2 separate regions of the Zea mays genome follow, and region 2 is linked to region 1. Evidence: chromatin contacts called from public Hi-C data. All regions are on one chromosome and are shown on one strand. Each heading gives the region's core, a stretch centred on a gene start, on an enhancer-like site or on the middle of the called end of the contact. The rest is flanking DNA. Distances are from core to core; before and after follow the strand shown.

Region 1 (3,773 bases), core at 981-3,480:
TCTCCGGTTGTTCGAGTTCTTCGCTGCCTTCAATCACCCGTCGCACTATAGTGGCGCTGTCGAGGACCTTCTTCCTATGTGTCGTGGCTCTCCTATTGTAGTAACTCTAGGAACCTCGATGTGTCGCTAGACCTATATCTTCACCTTCGTCCAGCACAACCTTGTTGCCAGCGTCACGCCTCATCCTTTAAAAACATAGTAAAGTAATAATGATTTCTGTTAGTTTTAGTTTTATTTAAAAGATTCTTTTCTCCATATCTCATTTATCTCTAACGGTATCACTTACTCTATATGTCAAATATCCATATTAGAGATGTATTTTGCTTTAAATTTTTGTACTTACCTATTTGTCATACTCTTAAATGACTTATACATGTTTATTTTTTACTTAATTTGTTGTCTAAAGTATAAAAATAAATAAAAAAGAGAAAATATAGACTCTATATATAGAGAAGATGAAGAAGTGGCATCTATATAGAAGACTTTAGAGATCTTTAGAGGCGCAGTGGAAGAAATCTTCTTTATATTTAGATAAAGTGTCCTTTATAAGATCTTGTTGGAGATAGCAATTAATAATGTAACATGAGGAGGTATTTCCATGTCACATGCAGAATGTTTCCTACAAATCTCATGTCGGGTTATGTCTGTATGGAAGAGATTGGATAAGATTAAATCTCTCTTTAGTTAAAATTAAATAGAATATGATTTAATCTTTCCAGCCCCCTTCGTTTCAAACACAACCGAACAAAGCTTTATACAGAATGAAATAAGCTTGTATGGTGTTATATGAACTGAATTCTTCAAGTAGAGCTTGTACTCGGTTTTCAGTATTTGAGGACGAAACAAAAAAAAAATTCTTGATGGAATGTCACTAGCAACATCCATTGTGTTCGATATCCGTGCCATGTTTCATCTAATACCTGTGGGAAATTGGATGGTAATTTAATAATAAAATGAGAGTAAGAATAAATTCTTCTCTCCTCTCGTAATATTTTCTATGCAACTGTAAAATTATAAATTGTTAAAGCAAAGTGTGTCTCAGTGTCTGTTCCAAATGATAGGCCATGTGACATCCGGGTCATTCAACGGAGACAGAGACCATGTCGACACCGAAAAGATAAACGACAACAGCCTACACAACTAACGAGCAAATGTTGAATAAGAAAAAAAATGCTTCCTCCAATTGGTAGGGCATATGAGACATATATGATTTTGGCAATAGATCCACGTGGCATATACTAATTCAATGGTAATGGGAAGAAAAACGTCTACACAACTTTATAACCCTCTCTTTAACCTTGCTTTTATATCGAGTAGCCATAAGATGCCAAGCAAACAAAGAAAAAAAATATTAGGATGTACATATGCTAGCAAACACTCGTTGGGAGTACAGATGGCTAAAGAGGCCACCCGATCCGGCACGACAGTAGTATTATTAGGCAAAACACTATTAGGTACAACACTATTAGACACTATTAATAATTTTGTCGTGTCGTGCCGGCACTAATGCTTAACCAGCGCCCAGACACTACATTATAGTGCCTAATCGTGTCGTGCCGGCACTATACGACATTAACACCTAATAGTGCACGTGCCAGTCCAGACAATATTTCATTTTAAAAGCTCAAAAATATAGAAAATCTTTGAAATTATATATATAATTTTAAAACTTGAATATTTTACCACTATAAAGTGAATTCGTTATGTTTAAAATCATAACAAATAACAATTTATAATCACACGCACATATCACAATTACATCTATAAATCACATGCTGATCTAAGTTGTGTCTAACCGTACCGGTCACTAAATCGTGTCGTGCTCGTGCCAGCCCATCATACCAGGGTGACAGCCTAAACACGACACTAAACTTTTGTCATGCCGGTACTGGCACTATATTAATCGTGCCCGTACCGTGACGAATCACTATAAGCCGTGTCGTACTTAGTATGGGCCTATTTAGTACGACCTGGTAATCTATCCGCATGTTTGGTTTATGGATGGCGCCAGCCTGATGCGTACGGGCGTGGCTGCACTGCGCCTGCACGCGCGCGTACGCGCCGAGCGACAGTTTCTGGCGGGCCTGGCTCGCTGTTGTTTCTTGCACCCGTTCAGCCTGGTTATACAGAGAAGTAAAACAAACAAAATATGCTTTGAGGATTTGTGGATGCAGTTTCTTCCCCGGTACAACCAACCAAACGGACCGTATATAGTTGGGAGTGTTAAATTTTCTCCCCTACTCCTGTAGTCTGTATGAGCGCCGAGAATCGAGTTTGCGCTCTCCTTTCCGGCTTTCCGCCCAAACAGCCGTCGGGCGTCCCACGGCCGCCGCCCCTGCCGGAGATACGCGTAGCCGGGAGTTAAGGGGTACGTCATACATACCCATAGCCCGACGCCCCGACCCGATTGATTCAGGCGCGCCATCGCCTGTTTTACGCCCCGAGCTATTCGCGTTGTCTGTTTGTTAGCCTCCACCCCCCCTACTATCCGCATCCTTCATCCCAGTAGTTGGTGACAAACCTGATCCATTTCCTTATGTTTCCAGTTCGATTGGTTTGATTCCTTGTCGCCGTGAAAATCACTAATCAACTGAACCATGTGAACTATACCTGCAGATGAGTCCTCAAATGCTGTTATTGGAAACATCTTAAGTTAGAGTAAGTTGCTGAAACTATGGAAGAGGTTCAAAACTGTGTGATGAAGCTGGTTAGTGCTTTGCAGAACTTCATAATTCTCATGTGGATTATGGCCTGTTCCCTTGACTCGCTTCAATCTGATTGCTACTACTTTTTCTGGACAGCGGAGCAATCCAAGGCGGCACAGGGATAAAGTGTATGTTGGCTGTGGGGCTGGATTTGGTGGAGACAGGCTAATGGCTGCTTATAAGTTGCTGCAGAGAGTCAAGGAGCTTAATTACCTAGTTCTCGAGTGTTTGGCAGAGCGAACTCTGGCGGATCGATACCGAATTATGGTGTCAGGAGGCAAAGGCTACGATCCTCGGGGTATCTTTTTGATAAGTGTTGCTTCTAATGCTCTTGATTCAATTCTTGTTCAGTGGGGGTGACACCTGTTGTCTTTCTTAATGCTTATGTGACTTACAAATTACCAAATCACACACCTTTTTATGACATTATGCAGTCAAAGAGTGGATGTCTTTGCTTCTACCCTTGGCTTTTGAACGGAAAGTTTGCATCATAACTAACATGGGGGCAAGTAAGATATTGCTGGCTATGGTTCAACTTTAGTGCGTGATTACCTTTTCACTTCTTTTGCCTGTTTCTTCATGTTACGTCAGTGGATCCTCTTGGAGCACAGAAAGAAGTACTGAACCTGGCATCTGTCTTGGGACTGGAGATAACAGTTGCCGTAGCTTATGAATCATCCTTTGAAACTCAAGGTATTTTTTCATTTGTTTGATAGCACCAGGCAACATGAAGCCCTAGGTGCTACATCTGTACGCTTCTTAAAATTTTCCAACCTTGATTGGTTTGTCTGCAATGTAGAAAGTGATAATGAAGATTGGATGATATCTCAAAAAGGCAATCAACTTTGAATATGTTCTTACTGCTTTTCATAATTTTGCATCTTTTTGTAGGAAGCCCTGTATTGTCCGATGAATCAACAGGAGGGAGAGGGGTAATTTACTGATCACTTGAGAACCTCTCAGCATTAATTATCATTCATGTCCTTGACTTCAGTTTAATACAATTCAATGACTATTTTGATGGCCCCTTGATCAAAGAAACTATTTCTATTCTATTTGTTCTCCTGA
Region 2 (3,647 bases), core at 520-3,019, 240 kb after region 1:
CCTGACAGTACGCACTAGGAAGTATATCAGGGCGTGTGCTCAATGCTTGGCCAAGCTGTGCGGTGAAAGAAAATTGATAAAACAGCATATCATCCCCAGTTGTAATAAGACAATATTACACCTAAGACAATATTAGCTAACAAATTATTGCAGGACAGACAGACCCAGTGCCAGAGGCTCCCACATGAATGGGGTCTGGGGAAGAGATAAACCGAGGAGGAAAGCCATTCCCCGCAAATGCTGAGAGGCTGCTTCGAACCCACGACCTGGTAGCTAACGAAGTATTGTAGTTCAAAAACAGGATATGGACACAACAATGGCACACTAAATATGCAGTCAACACAACCACCAATGTGATTGATTTTGTACAGATGCTTAAGGATGATAACAATCATGTCACAAAACCATAGTGATAGCTGCAGTGATTTTGATGGTCATAAGACATGTTACATTGATGTTGCTTCCACCTTAACAAGGAGACATACTGAAAAGTTAAGCATCAAAATTTAATAGAAAAGATCGGTGCTACATTCTACAGATCTATTTCAATCGGCATACCTTGATATAAAAAGGACCCAAGCGTATCAAGGTCTCTCGAAACTGAAATAAGGAAATGATAATCAGAGACATGATGCTCAGTTCCTCCACCAACAAAGTCAGGAAAACTACCTTTTCTGCTCTTTTATGCATATCATTGAGCAACAAATGCCAAATAGTGAGTTTTACAACATGAAAGGAGATAGTAGCAGCCCTGTATAGAGCAAGGAATGGACCAAAGCCACGGTCAGCAAAATGCCTGCGTGAACTTGAACCCAATATTCTTCCAAACTGGGTTTCCAGTGACTCCTTCCTGATCTTTGCATATTCTGATGAAGGCCTCTCTCCATGTACACTTGTAAATGCACTTGAATAGCTACAAATAAAAAAAAATAAACCACCTAAACATAATTTCTGCAAATAAATAACATTAAAATTATTCAAATTTCAACATGCTTTGCTGGCTCAGTGAAACCTGCAAAAATCATTAAAATAAAATATTTTCTCAAATAGAAAAGCCAATTTATCTAATTTCATAGACTACTTAACCAAATATCCTTCCTCCTGAATTGTAATTAAGAGTTTATTTAAGCTAGATTAGTTCAGTATGCTTCTCAGTGATAATTGAGTAACACAATGCCATTTCGGAGTTCTGTAAAACTTTATATACTGTCTCTACACACAAAAATAACACAGTAGGCACTTAAGACGACCTGGCATGGCACACTGTTCTTTTAATCCAAAACATTTTATACTATCAAAGTGAATCAAAAATTGAATGATTGATTGGCGCATGGTACAATTACAACTAGCAAATTCCAAAACCGCAAACCTAGTGCGCGGCAGACGCGAAGCTGGTCCAACCCTGCATTATGTCTCGAGCTGAAACGAGTCGTGCGATTCAAAATAGGTTCAAAACGGAACTGTGACCTAGGGTTACGCCGTGGTGACCGGTAGGTGAGATTAGCCTGTGGACTGTCGTTACCTCATCACCGGCGTTGAGGCGGGGAGGCAGGGAGGTAGCGGCAACGCCGGAGAAAAGGTCGGGGGGGCGGCCTGCAAGGCGCGGGGAACGAGAAAAGGGAGGCATCTGCGTCGGTCGGCGCGGCGGGCGAGGATGAGGAGCCGCGAGGTGGGGCCCGCCATGGCCGGGATCTCATCAGCTCCGCCGCCCGCACGGGAGGGAGAGACGGGGAGGGAAAGAAGGGCAGCGTAGGGTTTAGGGGAGGAGAGAGAGAGAGAGAGACGTGTACGCCGAAGACGTACACGGTGAGAGGAAGGTGGCAGCGGCGCCGCGTGGCTGGACCAGAGTGCGAGCTGGCGGCCTGGCGCTTGTGCGGTGGTTCGTTGCTGCTGGGCCGCTGCCCTTGTTGATCGTCTCGTGTAATGCAGCCCACGCCGGCTTGTGCGTCTCCGCTCGGCTAAATTTGGTTGAGCTGTAGTTTTTTTACTGGATGCAATGCAGTAATGCACAACCAACTGCACCACAAATTCAAATTCTGCTCAATAAACTTCATCACGAAGCAGTTCAATAAAAAATCTTTATCTCTACTACTTATTAAGACAGTAAGGGTAGCCTGTCGTTCTGTCATTCTGCGATCTCAGCCGTCCATTCTATCGTGTAAACAATCTCAGCCGTCCGATCCCGTCGTCCGATCCCGTCCGATCCCGCACCCGCGGCCCATGACATACGGCAAATCCAAAAATCCTAATCTTCAGCACCCCGCCGCTTGCCAGCCGCCAGCCATCAGGCACGCAGCGTCCCGGCCGCCCCCGCCGCTTGCCACCGCGGTCTCCAGCGCCCCTCTCGCTTGCCAGCCGCCAGCCGCGGTCTGCAGCGTCCCGGCCGCCGCTTGCCACCGCTTGCCAACTTCCACCCGTGGCCTCCAGCGTCCCCGCCGTTTGCCAGCTTTCACCGCGCGGCAGAGCAGTCGATCTCCCGCAGGCGGACAACCTACACTCCACCGCCCCATCGGTCGCGCCTCTCCCGTTGGTGGCCTTCCCCATTCATGCGGTCTCCACCGTCCCCACTCCCTGCGCAGGTCGTGCAACCGACTCCCCCTCCTCAGTCCCCACAATGTCCACTCTTGCATGCTTCCTCCCCACGACCTCCACTTCGCCTAGGTCAGCACATATTCGATGAAGATAAATGGTGAGCATTTGGGAACTCTATGTCGTCCGAGCACGCGTGTACACCAGAGTCAGGTTGCTATACCGCGACTCCGACCACATCACCATTGTCGGCTTCTCCTGCTCACTGCTCCTCTTATGCATGTCTCTCATCTCCGGCAAGGTATTGCTTTTAATTTGTAGTGCAGCCTCATGTACAGCTTCTGTTTCTGCTAACTCGGTGCAAGGTACGATGCCGCCATCCCAATCCCTACCCCCAGATCGAGTTAACACCCATACATACATCCATTTCTTTTAATCGATGAAAGGTATGATGTAAATTGTTAATTAGATATATTAGAATGTGCCAATTCACAAGCAAACTTTGTTGATTACTTTCCGGTTGTTATTTACGAGCTAAATGATTAATACTGCTACAAATGGGTAAAATTAGATTTGTGCTTATTTATATTCTTCGTAGTTCTATTGTGTCATGTGAATAACTAATTAAACTCTCCAACAGTAAAATCCCTCTCTTTCTTGAATCTTATTCTCGGACCTGTAAATAGTGTTCTACTTCCTATCACTAAATGCAGCAGATAGATAGATTAGAATGTGCCAATTCACAAGCAAACTTTGTTTATTACTTTTCGGTTGTGATTTCCGAGCTAAATGATTAACACTGCTACAAATGGGTAAAATCAGATTTGTGCTTATTTATATTCTTCGTAGTTATATTGTGTCATGTGAATAACTAATTAAACTCTCCAATAGTAAAATCCCTCTCTTTCTTGAATCTTATTCTCTGACCTGTAAATAGTGTTCTTCTTCCTATCACTAAATGCAGCAGATAGATAGATTAGAATGTGCCAATTCACAAGCAAACTTTGTTGATTACTTTCCGGTTGTTATTTCCGAGCTAAATGATTAACACTGCTACAAATGGGTAAAATCAGATTTGTGCTTATTTATATTCTTCGTAGTTCTATTGTGTCATGTGA

What was found. Hi-C and Micro-C count contacts between places; a contact is called where the count stands out from the background.
Region 2: a contact with region 1 is called in a Hi-C map of endosperm, with 3 times the contacts expected there. The contact joins the promoter of LOC100281697 here to the promoter of LOC100285581 in region 1. A contact is called at or near these places in 5 of 25 Hi-C or Micro-C datasets (ear, endosperm, leaf and 1 more).

What each region holds. Positions count from the first base shown.
Region 1 is chr7:44,506,867-44,510,639 of Zm-B73-REFERENCE-NAM-5.0, forward strand. It overlaps LOC100285581, which reads left to right and starts at 2,231. Exons shown (of 14, transcript NM_001158472.2): 1 at 2,231-2,368; 2 at 2,617-2,707; 3 at 2,802-3,003; 4 at 3,140-3,214; 5 at 3,297-3,398; 6 at 3,597-3,637. The coding sequence starts at 2,675.
Region 2 is chr7:44,748,158-44,751,804 of Zm-B73-REFERENCE-NAM-5.0, forward strand. It overlaps LOC100281697 (ubiquinone biosynthesis protein ubiB), which reads right to left and starts at 1,770. Exons shown (of 13, transcript NM_001154617.2): 1 at 1,523-1,770; 2 at 670-913; 3 at 559-600; 4 at 1-55. The coding sequence starts at 1,683.